3 separate regions of the Gossypium hirsutum genome follow, and regions 2 and 3 are each linked to region 1. The links are chromatin contacts, called in public Hi-C maps. All regions are on one chromosome and are shown on one strand. Each heading gives the region's core, a stretch centred on a gene start, on an enhancer-like site or on the middle of the called end of the contact. The rest is flanking DNA. Distances are from core to core; before and after follow the strand shown.

Region 1 (2,700 bases), core at 16-2,515:
ATTACTTATAACTAAAAAAAATAAGAATAAATTAAACAAATTTGTGCACCATTGTTTGCTGGTGATCTGGGTATTAGGAAGATCAACACCTTCAATGATGCCCTTCTCACCAAAATTGCATGGCACATAATGACTGATCACAATTGTTTCCTCACAAAGATTCTAAGAGCCAAATACTAATCTCCCTCTTGTTGATACTATTAAATTGTCTGTCCCAACATTTTAAGTTCATGCTTGTACTCTCCCCAGCATCAATATCTTGGATCAAAAGAAATCTCTCAATATCGTCGTCAATCATGATTGGGCCTCTGACCTCCGCAGCAGGACCCTTTCGATACAGGGTGGTAAAAACAAATTTGTATGGAAATTTAACTTTAATGGTCGCTTTTGTGTGAAGAGTGTTTATGCCTGTGAGTGTCAATTTAATCCTTCAACTTCTGCAGCCTCACCCTCTAACAAAACATAGACTAATCTATAGAGGCTTAAACTCCCTTACAATATTACCATCTTCCTTTGGAAAATATGTACAAATTGCCTTCCAACCAAGGAGCTCTTCTCAAGACGCCTTTCCGATGATGATAACCTCTGTGTGTTGTTTTTTGTTTTTTTTGTTTTTGCAAAGATGGCAGGGAATCCATTAAACAACTCTTCCTTCAATGCAGTTTCGATCGAGCAGTGGTTTGGTTCTTCTCTTGTCCTCTTATCCGACTGTCTCCGAATTTCTTCTCTATCATCCTGGTTTCTTCAGTGGCTCAACTCAAACAACATCAGCTCCATCGATTCAAAGAATTTTTACACTTATGCAGCATGCACTCTCTGGATAAATTGAAAATCAAGGAATCAACTCATTTTCAGAATGGTCGATCATTCTCCAGCAAGGGCAGTCATAAGGACCCAAAATCTCCATGATTCCATAATGAATGCCTTTCCCATTAACAACTTGCAAAGCCATCAGTTAAGAATTCCAAGATCGGACCTTATTGATAATCCTGTCTCAGAATGGGCACTCTCTCTTTGCATTGATCATTGCAGGCGAAATAGCATGAGTGGTGGAGCAGTTATCGCCCAAGACCACAGAGGCTCTCAACTCTTATCCATTCGAAGCTACAAGTTTGCCAGCAAAATACAAGCCAGACTTGTCACTCTTCGCTCTATCCTTATTATACTAAAATAAAGATCATAATATTTTTATGTGTGGGTTCTTTGGAAGTGACCCAAAAAAAAAAAGGGCTTAATATCATAAATGAGCGTAACAAAAGTAGAATGGCTGGCCCAACCAGCTTATGATGATATCAAATATATCTTCCAATTCGTCCGAGTTCAAGATGGGCCCATGGATAATATCCATTTATCTTGGGATTCATGTGCTTCAACTACTTGTATTAATTTTCCATTGCCTTAACACCCCCCCATGTTTTGTAATAAATAAATAAATAAAAAGATACTTATATTTCATTGCAAAAATCACTTTACGCTTTTACCAATTTAGCACCCTTTTTTTTTTAATCTATAATCAATAACTTTAGTTTTGAAAAAAATCCCAAATGGGATATCTGTTTAACACACTTATCATGAGTAATAATTTGAGGGCTGGATGGCTTCTGGCTCATTGGATAAGTAGATGAGTTTTTCTTTTCCTTTACACAATAATAAATAGCATAATGTTTATCTGTTGAGAAGGATAACACAAATTTCAAATACAGATAATAAAATAAACCTGAAAAATATCAAAAAACAGTATGTCTAAAATTAGCCACATGTTAATCCATGTGTCTTGATTCAGTGCTCTATTCTTCTTTTCTCGTACACGCTATTTCCCTTAAAATTTACATGCAAAATATCCTTTAACGATAAAATATTATTATTATTATTATTATTTGTTCATTAAGCTGGGTTTTGATAGGTCTTTTCTCTTTTCTAATATGTTTTCTTTATTGATTTATTGAGATGCTGATTTTGTATTTTTAAATTTCCATTTTTGATAGTTAAGAAGTCTGTATTTGTTTGCATGATTAAATTTTTTTTTCCACCTATTAGATGTAATTTTTCATATTTTTCTTTTAAAATAAAATAAACAAATTTGAAAATAATCCCAACTATTATCTCTGGCTTGGGATTTGTATACTGATTATAAAAACCATATCAAATATATATATATATATAACACTTAGGTTAGAATAGAAAAAGTTTATGGTACGTGGTAAATTAGTTTTTAGATTTCATCTTTTTATTGTTGTGTTCATAACTTTTATCATTTTTTTATAATTGATTTAATATATAATAACAATTTACGTTAATTATACGTAGATTTTGGCGATGGTAAGAGATAGTTCTTCAAAGAGACATAGAAATGAATCGTCATGTGAATCAATAAATTTGTTTAATATAGATCCTTATCTTGTAACATATGTTTTATTAAGACAAAGTCTTGTAATTTATTTATTTATTTATTTAGGATTGTTTTCTTATATGATTATAATTATAAACTTACTTTTATGATTACAGTGTTGATAAAAATGATCTTTCTTCAAGAAGAAGGATAATTGAGTCTAGAGATTTCTACAAGACAGAGCTGAAAAATTATCAATCCTTTGATATTATTTCAAATATCTCAAAAAAAAAAAAGTTCTAAATATTTTAAAATTAATTTAATTGAACTAACTTTTGAAAAATGCTATTTTAACTAAAATACTCATATTA
Region 2 (2,700 bases), core at 80-2,579, 150 kb after region 1:
TTTTGCTTCGGATTTGTGGTCTCGAAACCACTGTTTTGATTTGACCCAAAAACGGGCTATTACAAGTATGGAATGTTAATTTTTTTTAGGTGCCTTGGAGGGCATATTGGATCATTTTGAATATAATGTTATGTTTGAATTTGAATTTTTCATTGAGGTGCCAATTGTGGCATATTGGTTAGACACTTAGGATGATTGTTAGAAGTGATATTTGTGGTATGCCTTGGTTGATGTTTTTTAGGTCTATAATTATATCTATGGTTACCATTTGAGCTTTAGGTGTTTTGGGCATGAAATGGACATTTTAAATATTGGTCTTTACCATTTCTAAACTTAAGTATCGATATTTTGGCATTTGGTATTGATACTTGATCATATGAACAATTTTAAAACAAATAGAATGCTAGAATGGTATTAGTATTTTTTCATAAAATATCAATACCAGAAAATAATGTCGATACCCTTATTTCGCATAACAAACAAAATCGTGATTTTGTATCGGTATTTAATATGATATCAATACCCATTCATTACATATCAATATCAACTTTAAAAGTTTAAAATTTTAAAATTTTACAATTGAATCCTATTTCATGCTTGAATTACACAATTCAGTCCTTGCAAACTTTAAATTATTAAATTTCATAATATGTGAATGGAATTTATATAAATTGCATATAATTTTTTGTATTTGCTTGTAACATCTTATTACTAGGGTTCGATGATCGGACCAGGTAAGAGATGTTACAAATTTCACCCATCCGTGCATGTATTATACCCTTAGATTTCTAGATGACCTTTTAGCTAGGATGTTGGCCTTTTCTTTCTCGTGATGTAGTAGGCAGTTGACTTAAGCTGGAAATGAGTAATGTGTATTCTATCAAATAAATTAATATTATTTAACCATTTAAAAAGATTTCACATGTTAATCAACTAAAAATTTGATTGAATTTCACCCTTTTAATCTTTGATCAAAATCTCCAATGCAAGTAGATTATGGTACATTCAAAATATTAGTGAAAAATTTTATAAAAAAAATGAGATAATACTAAATGTTTCTTGATTGAAATAGTAAAAATAAAATTTTAAAAATTATGTTTTTAGTTCAAATCTGTATAGATTTTTTTTAGATTTATCAAAAGATATAAATACTATTGATTAGTTTATAAAATGAATAAATTTTAAAACTTGATTGATGACATTTGATGGGGATTATAAATTATATAGATAAAAAGAAAAAGAGAAGGGAAGGCAGATATTGATAGAAATCTATTGACTATCTTTGTTTTCCATTGTTATAAAATCACATATTTGTCCACATACAAAATGTAGAAAAGAGATATAACAAGTTTTCCTTTTTGTTTGTTTGTTCAAAGGCATATGGCCTACACTCATCCAATAACTTTTTTAGATTATATTTATCTCTAATTAAAATGATTTTATTTATAATTTTCTTTTGATGTTTTTATATTATTTTTAAAAAAGTGAAATTCCTGATATATATAAATCCCCTTTGATAGATACACATTTTTAGGTCTTTCCCATTCTCTCTCTTGATTTTTTTGGGCTTTCTTTTCTCTCTCTTTCTCTTTCGTAGTTTATTTTTTTGCCTTCGCAGGTTTCTCTCTCCTCTCTCTTTCTCTCTCCAGAAAGGGCAAACCCTAAAGAGTCGTTTACACCCCCTCTAAGTAAGTTTTCTCTCTCCTCTCACTTTCCTTTCCCCTCTTTTCTCTTTCTTTGCTTTCTCTTTCTAACAGTTTTTGAATATATGGGTCCTTCCATGCTTATTCTTTGTACTATTAAAACTTTTCATATGTATTTTCATTTATTTATTTGTTTGTCTGTTTGTTTGTTCGAGCTCTGGAGGTGAAATTTATGAAAGGAGATCTAAAGGATGTTATAAAGTTTCCATTTTGAAAGCCCTGATACTGCCATAAAAGAAAAACCCAAACTTTATTTTTTTTTCCTTTTTCAAGATTTTGTTTTTGGTCTATAATAGTAGATCTGATTATGGATTACGATGCGTGCAAAGATTGGACTTTGGGGAAATGTGGGGAATTGGAAATTATTTTGAATCTCAAATTTTCCATCTTTCTGTTTGGTATCTTTAAATTTCTATTTCTGCTGCTTTGGGGATCTTAGATTTTTCCAAATCTGCTATATACATATTTACTGTGGATTTAGATCTTTCGTTTCCATATCATGGATCTGCGATACTGTGAAGGCCGCTCATTGGGGGCTTTTTTCAATTTCCTCCCAATTGAGAGTTAGAAAATGTAACATATTTGCCCCTTTTTGTTTTCTTGGGAATCAAACGGATTGTTAGTCATTCTTTGAATTTTGAATGTTGGTTCTTGTCTGATCTTTTATTTGCTTTCATATGTATTTTGATGTGGCTGAATCTTGCTTCATTCATGTAAATGTGTTAGATTGCTTATTTGAAACATTGTTTTTTGTTTGAATGTCTGTCTTTAATGGTGTTATGTTTTTTTCATGGTCTTTGTGGGTTCTTTAATGGGAATGTTAAGCAGGATTTGAATGGCATTTATGGAATAATGTGAATCATGTTAAAAGTTTAATCATTTTGTTCTTGTTGTTGGTGGCTATGTATAGCTTCATGGATGACGATGCGTTGAACATGCGTAATTGGGGTTACTATGAGCCATCCTTTAAAGGACATCTTGGTCTGCAGCTTATGTC
Region 3 (2,700 bases), core at 135-2,634, 200 kb after region 1:
ATTTTTATATTGCATTATTTTATTATTTTAATTTATTTTGTGCAAGTTAATTCTGTTGTTTTGAGAACCATCAAGCCTGGTATTTTCTTTTCAGATTAAAACAATAAGAGAGGAAGTTAATAAAGAATCTTTTTCTTTTCTTTTCTGGAAGTGGAATAAAAAAAGGAAGATGTTTTTGCCCCGTGCTTTATTTCTTTTCAAAACTTTATTTGATATGATATATATATAATTAAATACTTCTGATGGTAACAATATACCTATACTTCATGTAAAGATTGTAATAAAGTAATAAATTATTAGAATTTTTTTTATTTTAATCAAGTAATAAATATTAAATTGAAAGTATTTTTATATAAAATTTTAAATATATATATTTATGATCAAGATTTGAATCCTATTTATCATAACATAAAATTTTTTAAATTTACCATTTCAATTAAAATAGTATTTGAGTTTCATGTTAATTTTTAATAAACATATTACGTGGATGTACCATAATCTAATATTTATATTATTGGTTTATATATTTTATTTCGATAATAATTTAATTAAATATATAATATTGTAATCACTCAAACAAAATCTTATTTAAAGTCAAATCCATTACATACCTTCACTAACTTGGGATGATAATAAAATAGGGATTAAAATTTTGAACCCCAAAAAACATCAACATTCATGGGTTATATAAGAGCAGTGTAAAGTAAGGCCCTAGGAGTGGACATAATTGCATCATCAAATTCAAGAGCCATTCAACTGGGAAAGGGTTTTAGTTTGTGGGAAAGGCACGTGAAGTGAGGCCACAGGAGTCGACATATTTTCCGATGCCACCAGCCATATGCTTCTTGTTGCTGTGTTATAAATGGTCACTGGTTCACTGTGTGTGATTGCATAGAGGTACTAGGAAAAACGAAGTCATGATTCATGAGAGACCACAAAATTAAACGTATCCTATTCCTTGATGTTTTACCAACTAACTAATTGTCAAACCTAGCAAACATATGGATAAGTTAGAAGATAATTTGCTATTGGATTTAACCTTTAGATTTTTTTTTTTGAATTTTAAAATTTTAATTATGTAAATTTATTATTTTTCACAAAATTCCAGGCAATTTAATCAATAAATATAAGGATGAAATAGAGAACACACAACAGCTAATAGCAGATTTGAGGTAAAGTTAAAAGAGTAGGATGAAGTCAGAGCTAACTTAATTGGTGGATTTAAGACCAGTTTGGGCCATAAGGTTTGGTGGGTTATTGGTTCTTTCTTATTAATGTATGCTTTCATTCAGTCAATCTTATAGCCTTACGTCATTCTAAGGAATTTTCGTGGGACTTTTAAAATGATTTTTAATCCTACACTCGTAAAAACATATTATATGCTCCAACTGGTTACAAATAGCGTGGATAGCAGGACTCTTCATTTCATTTTCTACCTTGCCTTGCCTCCCTACTCTCACCTCATTTCACATAAATATGGTTGTTCCAACCAAAAAAGCTATGAACCAAAGGCTCGTGTCGTGGACGTTGGTTGTTGGGTTGTTTGTAATATCGTGTGTGGCAGAGCTTGAGCGGTTTGAACACGCAGGCAAACCAGATGGGTCTCTGAGCTTCCTGGTGGTCGGAGACTGGGGAAGGAGAGGACACTATAACCAATCTCAAGTTGCTTTTCAGGTCTTTTGCTTTTCTACTTTCTTAAAAGTTGTCATTAAATGTTTTATGAAAACGCAAGTAACGTTCTCCTCTTTCTTTCTGGTTGTTATTAAGAAGAAAATCATTTTGGTCCGAAGCTTTTTAGGAATTCCATCATCACTCGTCTTAAAATTTTATATCCAACAAAACTATCTACTAAAGTCCAATAGAATAAAATGAAGATGCCAATGAACATTGTTTTTACAGTCTAATCATTTTAAAAAACTTTTGGAATGGTATAATTCCAAATAAAATCCCAGATTCTTTTTCTTTTCTTCTTTTTACAGTTTAATATTCCTCAAGTGAGAACAGTGAGGGGAATGGACAAAGTTAGCCAGTTTCGTAAGTCTCTCACACGTTGATTGGGTTTCATATAGTTTGGACTAGAAAATTCCTGTTTCAGTTTTGGCCGTTTCCAACCAATCACATCTCTACACCTATCCAAAATCACAATCCTAACTATACACGTATTGGAACCAAAAAATTTAAAAAAAAACTTTATTATCACTCAATACAAATTTGGTGTTAAATAAATTCCTATATCCCATTTCCCTTGTAAAAATATTTTCACCTAACAATTCTTCTTTACATTATTTTAGGTTTAGTACCTCCCATATTATACATAAATTGGATCACTTTAGCCTTTGTAATTTTTTCCGTTTATGTTTATTTTGTTACACCATTCACAATTTCTATTAAGAAAAGTACCTAAGCGAATCCAACCTAAAGTGCAAAAACCTTACAAATAAAATTTTAAAACTTTCTAAAAACACCTAAAATTCTAAACAAACCTACATTTTTTTTAAATTTCAATTAAAAAAATGCATTTTAGATTTAACCTTAGACATGCATTTTTCCAGTTTGAATCTAGATCTGTATTTTAAAAATAATTTTATATATTTATATATTTCCAAAAAGATAACAATTTCAAAATAAATTCTAGATGTCCAATTTTACTTTTTTTTTGGAATTTTAGGTTTTTTTAGATTATTTTTTTTAAATTTTATG

Evidence for each region. A called contact is a pair of places that touch in the nucleus more often than the background predicts.
Region 2: a Hi-C map of leaf shows a contact between it and region 1, with 4 times the contacts expected there. The contact joins the promoter of LOC107934525 here to the enhancer-like site in region 1. A contact is called at or near these places in 11 of 34 Hi-C or Micro-C datasets (callus, hypocotyl, leaf and 1 more).
Region 3: a contact with region 1 is called in a Hi-C map of leaf, with 4 times the contacts expected there. The contact joins the promoter of LOC107934526 here to the enhancer-like site in region 1. A contact is called at or near these places in 10 of 34 Hi-C or Micro-C datasets (anther, callus, cotyledon and 2 more).

Annotation. Positions count from the first base shown.
Region 1 is chrA01:73,577,251-73,579,950 of Gossypium_hirsutum_v2.1, reverse strand. No RefSeq gene overlaps it. Among protein-coding and RNA genes, the nearest start is that of LOC121207816, 37 kb to the right of the region's middle. Within about 2 kb of position 1,265, at least 3 of the 9 cell types and tissues checked have an H3K27ac peak or open chromatin away from gene starts, as enhancers often do. A contact at or near this core is called in hypocotyl and leaf, where this site is marked.
Region 2 is chrA01:73,428,894-73,431,593 of Gossypium_hirsutum_v2.1, reverse strand. LOC107934525 (protein BASIC PENTACYSTEINE2) reads left to right here and starts at 1,329. Exons shown (of 2, transcript XM_016866975.2): 1 at 1,329-1,688; 2 at 2,614-2,700. The coding sequence starts at 2,618.
Region 3 is chrA01:73,381,795-73,384,494 of Gossypium_hirsutum_v2.1, reverse strand. LOC107934526 (purple acid phosphatase 8) reads left to right here and starts at 1,384. Exons shown (of 6, transcript XM_016866977.2): 1 at 1,384-1,674. The coding sequence starts at 1,477.